2 separate regions of the Ovis aries genome follow, and region 1 is linked to region 2. A link is a contact called in public Hi-C data. All regions are on one chromosome and are shown on one strand. The core of a region is the stretch at or near the end of the contact, and the rest is flanking DNA. Distances in the headings are between cores, read along the strand shown.

The links. Hi-C and Micro-C count contacts between places; a contact is called where the count stands out from the background.
Region 1: a contact with region 2 is called in a Hi-C map of blood, with 2.4 times the contacts expected there. The contact joins the enhancer-like site here to the promoter of TNFRSF1B in region 2. A contact is called at or near these places in 3 of 16 Hi-C or Micro-C datasets (all in blood).

What each region holds. Positions count from the first base shown.
Region 1 is chr12:40,831,952-40,835,503 of ARS-UI_Ramb_v3.0, forward strand. TNFRSF8 (TNF receptor superfamily member 8) reads right to left here. Exons shown (of 15, transcript XM_027976068.3): 13 at 768-793. Among named protein-coding and RNA genes, the nearest start is that of TNFRSF1B, 43 kb to the left of the region's middle. Within about 2 kb of position 2,255, at least 29 of the 54 cell types and tissues checked have an H3K27ac peak or open chromatin away from gene starts, as enhancers often do.
Region 2 is chr12:40,789,759-40,792,948 of ARS-UI_Ramb_v3.0, forward strand. TNFRSF1B (TNF receptor superfamily member 1B) reads right to left here and starts at 1,292. Exons shown (of 10, transcript XM_012187301.4): 1 at 1,140-1,292. The coding sequence starts at 1,217.

The DNA of each region.
Region 1 (3,552 bases), core at 1,005-3,504, 43 kb after region 2:
GTCTGGGCCTCTGTTTCCTCTCCTATACAGCAGGACAACAGTACCAACCTCAGTGTGTTGCCAGGACAAACCGGAACAACTTGGGGAAAGCCAGATGCCCAGCTCACGGGAAGTGCTCCATGCACGCACATGTGCTCAGTCACGTCTGACTCTTTACGACCCCATAAAGTGTAGTCCGGCAGGCCCCTCTGTCCATGGGATTCTCCAGGCACGAGTACTAGAGTAGGTTGCCATTTCCTCCTCCAGGGGATCTTCCCGACCCAGGGATCAAACCTGCATCTCTTGCCTTGCAGGCAGATTCTTTACCACTCCGCCACCCGGGAACACCAAGTGCTCCATACACGCTAGCTAAAGTTGCAAAAGTTTGTGCTACTGACTTGACACGCCAGCTTTGAGGATGAGACTCATGGAGGATTGAAGGACAAAGGGGAAAATGAACCCAACCTTCCCTCAAACCACACCTGGCACCCAAATGGTCAAAACCAGACCTGCCGTCTGGCAGGCCCTTCTGGAAGTCCCCGGCGGGATGAGCCAGGAGCCGAGGCTGCCGTGGGGGTGGAGCTGCGCATCCCCGCCAGGGCCTGGCTGAGGCCCCACCGCGCTCAGAGCTCCCTGCGTGGGGCAGACCCAGCCTGAACTTGCAGGGGAATCTGCACCTGGGCCGTGGGGGACCCACCCAGTCACTGTCAGAACCAGAAGCTCTGATGGAGGAAGAATCATACATATGGGCACAAAGCTGGGGTGGGGGCAAGGGAAAGGCTACTTACTATCGGGTTCCTCCCCGGCTTGGAATCTGCAAGGAGAAAAAGAGCAGTCACTTCACCAAGGGGCATCTGGCAGCTGCCTGGCCCTGCCCCACCCCACTGCAGGCAAGTGTCCCCTCCACTGCCCCCAGGGTGGAAGTTGGTCCTTCCTCAGACCTCACTCTGGAGAACAGTGGATGGGTTTCAGGCCCGGGGCACAGGGCCTCACTTCCCAGGGGCAGCCAGAGAACAGGGCAGTCATCTCTCTCCCAGCCAACAAGCCCCTCAGCACACCGGACCCCTCCCCTCCCACCCACTCCCACACATGCACAGGAGTGGTTCAGGACCAGCCGAAGAGGCCTGACAGGGTCAGAAGCTGCTGCCATCGCCTGGTGGCTGCCAGGGGCAGAAAAGGCCAGAGCCCCTCGGAGCAACATGTGAAACTCAACCACACAGGAGGACCTCATGGTGATAGAGAGAGGGTGGTGGGTCCTGAGGATCCTTTCTGAGCCCCCGAGTCAGGCATGCCTAAAGCCAGATGGCCGCAGAGCCCTTTAGGGGCTCTTCAACTGGAAATGCTAGAGATGGTACCCAGAGACATGTCTACACCAGGGTGAGTCAGCTCCCAGGCACTGAGTCCTCTGGGAGGACAGCGCTCCTTATAATCCCAAAGGGACCACCTACAGGGTATTGACTTTTGCTGCCTTTAGGTGTGGACAGCTGACCAGAGAACTCGCATATGAAGAGGCCAGCCGGCTGAGTCACCTCGGAAACTCTGACCTCTGCTGCTCTGGGAAACCAGCCTCCTCAAATCCTAGCGGAAATGCACGCTGGGGGCCAACCAGCCATGATAAAATGACACGATGGGCAATTTGAACCTGCTGTGGAGACACCAGGTCACTTTGGGGGGACAATCTTCCATGTCCATTGTAAATGACCATCCGCAGGTTAAGTGTCTAAAGGGGAAATGGATCAGAATCTCGGTCAAAAGAAACACATGTGTAAAATGACACAATGCTTGATGACCGAGTTAACAGCAGAGCAGTCACCTTAGGAGGCTCGTGGCTCTCTCCCAAGAGGAAGCCACTGTCTAGTGCCCCAGCCAGCATTTTGAGAAATGTTGCCCAGCCTGAGGCACATTCTTTTAAATGAAGTCAGAGAAGCCGAATCTTTATCCTGTGAGAGTGATTTTTGAGTTCTGCAAACAGCCAACTGTCATTTGGCAGCGAGTCATTGAGGGGAGAAAGTATGTGATAAAGTAACAAGACAGGATAAACAAAAATGATAAAACACAGTCCTGGAGAGGATGTGGGTAAACAGGAACACAGCTGCTCATGCCCTGTGAATGGGTTCCCTCTTTCTCAAGAACCATCTGGCAGTGAAAACTTCACACACTTTGATTTAGTAATCCCTCTTTGGGGACACACCCTCAGGAAATAACTCGAAGGAAAGTAACCAGGCTGTGCACAGCAGTGGAGCCTATGATAAGCAAAAAACTGAAAACGAGCCAGGTGCCGAACAAGGAAGCAGCTTAGCAGTCCTGCGTCGGAGGCCTGCTTAGCCATGCAGCCCCAGCGCAGGCCCTCACCTCTCCCGGTCTTAGTTCTCTCCTTTGGAAAAGGGGCACAATCATGCCCCTTCAGAGGGTTTTTATGAAGATTAAATGAGATCTCAGAAGAGAAGGTGCCCAGGAATCAATCATGTTGAGAGCATATTCTTCTCTCTCATATGTTTTTGAGTTTCTGTAGGCTTTATTGGGATAAGTTAACAAAAATCAAGATTCCATCAACCATCGTGTCTTAATTTATAAACTCAGCAGAGACTCTGGTCCATATACGAAAGTGTGAAAATATTAGGCGCTCAGTCATGTCCGATTCTTTGTGACCACGTGGACTATACAGCCCAGTCCACCAGGCTCCTCTGTCCATGGAACTCTGCAGGCAAGAATATGGAGTGGGTAGACATTCCCTTCTCCATGGGATCTTCCCGACCCAGGGATGGAACCCAGGTCTCCCGCATTGCAGGCAGGTTCTTTACCATCTTAGCCCCCTGGTCCATATATGTGTACATATAAAACATAACACGTTTCAACATAAACAGAGTCCCACTGGAACATTTTGCCAGTTAACAGAAAGCCAATTTTCCCTTTCCCCAAATGTCTTCAAAATTGAGTCCCCACTGTTTACTTCTCGGTGGAACTAGTCCCTTGTGGCTAGGGACACTGGAGTTCTATCCTGTCTACTAAACAAAAAAATAATTGTTTTCAAGTTTTAATTTGAGAGCACATACTCTTGATAGGTTGTGATGGAAATGACACTGAACTCATATGGTCTTCCTCCTCCAAACCCATGACTTCAGTCTAATCAGAACAAAAACACTGACCAATTCCAACAGAGGATCATCCTATACCTTAACTGACGAGCACTCCTCAAAACTGCCACGGTCATCAAAAGCTAGGAGGGCCAGAAACTGTCAGAGGCCAGGGGAGCCTAAGGCACAAATGCAAAGTGGTGTCCTGGGTGGGGTTCTGGAGCAGAAGCATGCTAGGCAAAGCCAAGTAGACCTGAACAGAGTACAGGCTTCACATAATAGTAGTGAGTCGGTATTGCTTTTATTGTGACAAGCGTACTGCAGTAGAATAAGATGTTTATAATAGAGGAAATTGGGTGTGGGCTATATTTCCACTAACTTCTCAAATTTTCTGTAAGTCTAAAACTTTTCTTTAATGAAGTCTGTTTAGATTTTTTAAATTGAAACATTAAAAAGGGAAGGAGAAAAACAAAAAGGAAGGTGGCTAGAATGCTCTCTA
Region 2 (3,190 bases), core at 42-2,541:
TCTGACAGCCTCCATTCTCTGCCCTGGAGAACTGGACTCTAAGGTATCTTTAGCCTTAGCGTGTGAGTCACCTCACATGAGTCAATGCCACCTCCTACTTTCTTCCCTGGTCAAGATGTCCAGATGGGTCAGTACACACCCATCCATAAGATCATGAGAAGGAATGAAGGCAGACCTCCTCATTTGCCAAGAAGGGAAAGGAAGAGATGTCCTCTTTAAGGGAAGAGCACCCTCCCATGCCCTTCTATGAAATACAAGTTTGCGGAGCCTCAGTTTTCCTTCTCTGCAAAATGGGACCATTCAGTCTTACCAGCCACAAAGGGCAAAGGAGGAGCAGTCCTCTGCACACTTTCCCTTGCTGTCTAGTGACTGCAGTCAGTACTGAATAACAGCTCTGGGGTCTCTGCTCTCTCTATTTTCCTGGAGCCCCTTAGAGATCATGTCAGTCTTGACAACCAGCCCAGAAGTCCGCCCTCAGCCTTGTCCCCAGATCCTCAGGGAGGTCAGACCAGGGGAACTCTAGGACCGTATCTTCCTCCCCGTCATTCCAGAGTCCTGACAGGGCAGACTCTGAAGTGGGGTCTGGGCAAAGGTCTCGGAAGACAGCCCATAGTCTGAATGTGCCCTTATTAGGCACTTACTGCACACCTGCCCTATTCTTTTAGAGGCGCAGCCCCAGTATTTCTAAGAAAGAAGAAAAGCATTGCCCAGAAGAGGAGGAAGTCTTCTGAAGTAGGCGCCGGGCATCTGCAGTGGGGACAGCGCCCCAGTACAGTTCACCACCTACCCTCACCCCAAAGCCACCCTGGGGAGGGCAGGGGTCGCAGGGGTAACCGGAGCTGGGGTCCAGAGTCTGGGTGGGATGTGTCCAGAGCCCGCTGGCTGGCCACCAACGCCCTGGGCTGCGCTGAGGGACCAGGGTGCGACCCCCGACCGCGGTGTCCAGAGTTCCAGACCTCGGACCTCGGGCGCACGTGTGCCAAACCCGAGGTCCCCTTAAGGTCTCCAAAGGCGCGCGCGTCTGATCCTGTTTCCATGGCCCGGAGTCCAGCTCCCGTGTCAGGGCGCCCCAGGGGGACGCGCGCCAACCCGGGGGTAGGTGGGATGGCGTCCCCCGCGGGGCCGCGCGAGTCACCTACCTGGGCGGGCACGGCGCGGCCCGCGGCCCAGAACTGCAGACCGACCGCCAGCGCGGCCCAGAAGGCGGTGGGCGCCATAGGTGCGGGCGGGCTGGCCAACCCCTCGCGCCCTTGAGCGTCCGCTCCCGCTCCGCTGCCTCCGCGCCTGCGACTGAAAGCGAAAGCCGGTGCGCGGCCGGAGACAGGCCGGGGGGCGGGACCGGGCGCGGACACACCTCCTTGCCCTCCTCCTGCACCCGCCCCGCGCCGGCCGCCCTGCACCACAGCCCGGACTCTCACTGGAGTCTGTCCGCCTCGGCTCTGGGTCCGGACCTCCAGCGTCAGCCACTCCCCGCCCGCCGAGACCCTGCAACCTCCTTCTAACATCCCCTCCTATTAGAATCAAGCTTCCCAGAGGTGGCGCGGGAAACCCTCAAGGGGGACAGGCTCCTACCAAGCTTGTGGTTGCCCCGAGGCTTTGCCTGCCGACCTGCCCTCGTCCACCTACCCCTCCCACCCGCGTCAGGCTCTCCACTCTGGTGGAGGAGCGGGGCACAATTTGGGGAAAATATCGCACCAAACTGACACGAGCTCAGCTGGCGGGGGTTGGGGGGGGGGGGGGGGGGGTGGGGAGGTCCTAGATTATTCGCTCATTTAGACTTTAGAGCCGGCCCACCTGAGTCTGAATCTCTGCATTAACCTCAAAGAGAGTCTGAAGATTGAAAGTTATGGAGTAAACATACTGTAGTATATATCGGACTTCCCTGGTGGCTCAGCGGTAAAGAATCTGCCTGGCAATGCAGGAGACGCAAGAGACACAGGTTCAATCCCTGAGTCAGGAAGATCCCCTAGAGCGGAAATAGCAACCCACTCCAGTATTCTTGCAGTGTTTTTGTCCCATGGACAGAAGGACCCTGGCAGGCTACAGTCCAGGGGGTTGCATACAGTCCCTCAGGACTGAGAGACTAAACAACAATATAGTATATATTATATATAGAGGTAAACTTATAATGTAAGTATCTAAGTAACTTAGTAAGCTCTGTGTGCATATTAGCTGTTACTTCTAGTCTTCATCTGCTCATTTATCCTTAAACATTCTTCATACCCTCCTCAGAGTGAGCCTGGCCCTGCCCTGACCTCCTTGAGTCCCCAGTCCTGGTAGCAAACAAGTAAACAGAGACTGGGACAGAAAACTGTCCAGGAAGCTGTGGGGGCCCAGAGGGGCCTGGCCAAGGCCAGGGGCCACAAAGGCTGGTTTCCCTGGAGTTTACGTCTGAGCACCCATTCTAGCTGCCACTCTGAGTGCCAGGGCTTCTAATACCAGGACCAGCCCTGAGTGACCAAAAAGTTCCACCCGCCCCAGGAGTCCTTGCCCCTAGTACACAGGGTATTTCGGTGGGGGGCAGGGTGGGGAGGACTTTGTTCTCTTCCCTCACTGCCCCAAGACAGGGGACCCCCTGCTCTGGCCACCAACCCCAGGGATGGTAAGGATGATGCTTCTAAGCACTGAGTGAGAAACTGGGAAGTGACCTTTGGGGGATGGAAAATCCCACCTCCTGGTCAGGAGACTGGGAAATTACCTGGTTCCCACACATTTCTGAGACATGGGCCATGCTGAGGGCGAGGCTAGCATAGCCCACAACATTAACTCTGTAGAGAGGGTCAGCCTCTAAAATTGGCATGAAGATTCCTCCTGGCCCTTACAAGGCTTGTCTGGGAGCAGTTTGAAGAACTTCCTTATCCCTGAGAGAGAGCCAAGACCAGGAGCGGAGTGACACCTCCGTGGATGTCCCCTGCACACCTCAAACCCAGGGGGTCCCGCTGACTCATTCCCTCCAACAGCTCCCCATGCCAGGGAGCAACAGCACCACCACCACCCCAACCGTGGGGATCCTCCAGGGATCCCACCTTCCAACTCAATTCCACCAGCTGGACTCCAAGAGGTGGGTGACAGCCAACCCAACAGGAAAGCAAACCCTCTATCTAGTGATCCTATGAAAGTGAAAGTGTTAGTCGCTCCTTCGTGTCCGACTCTTTGTGACCCCATGGACTGTAGCTCACCATACTCCTTT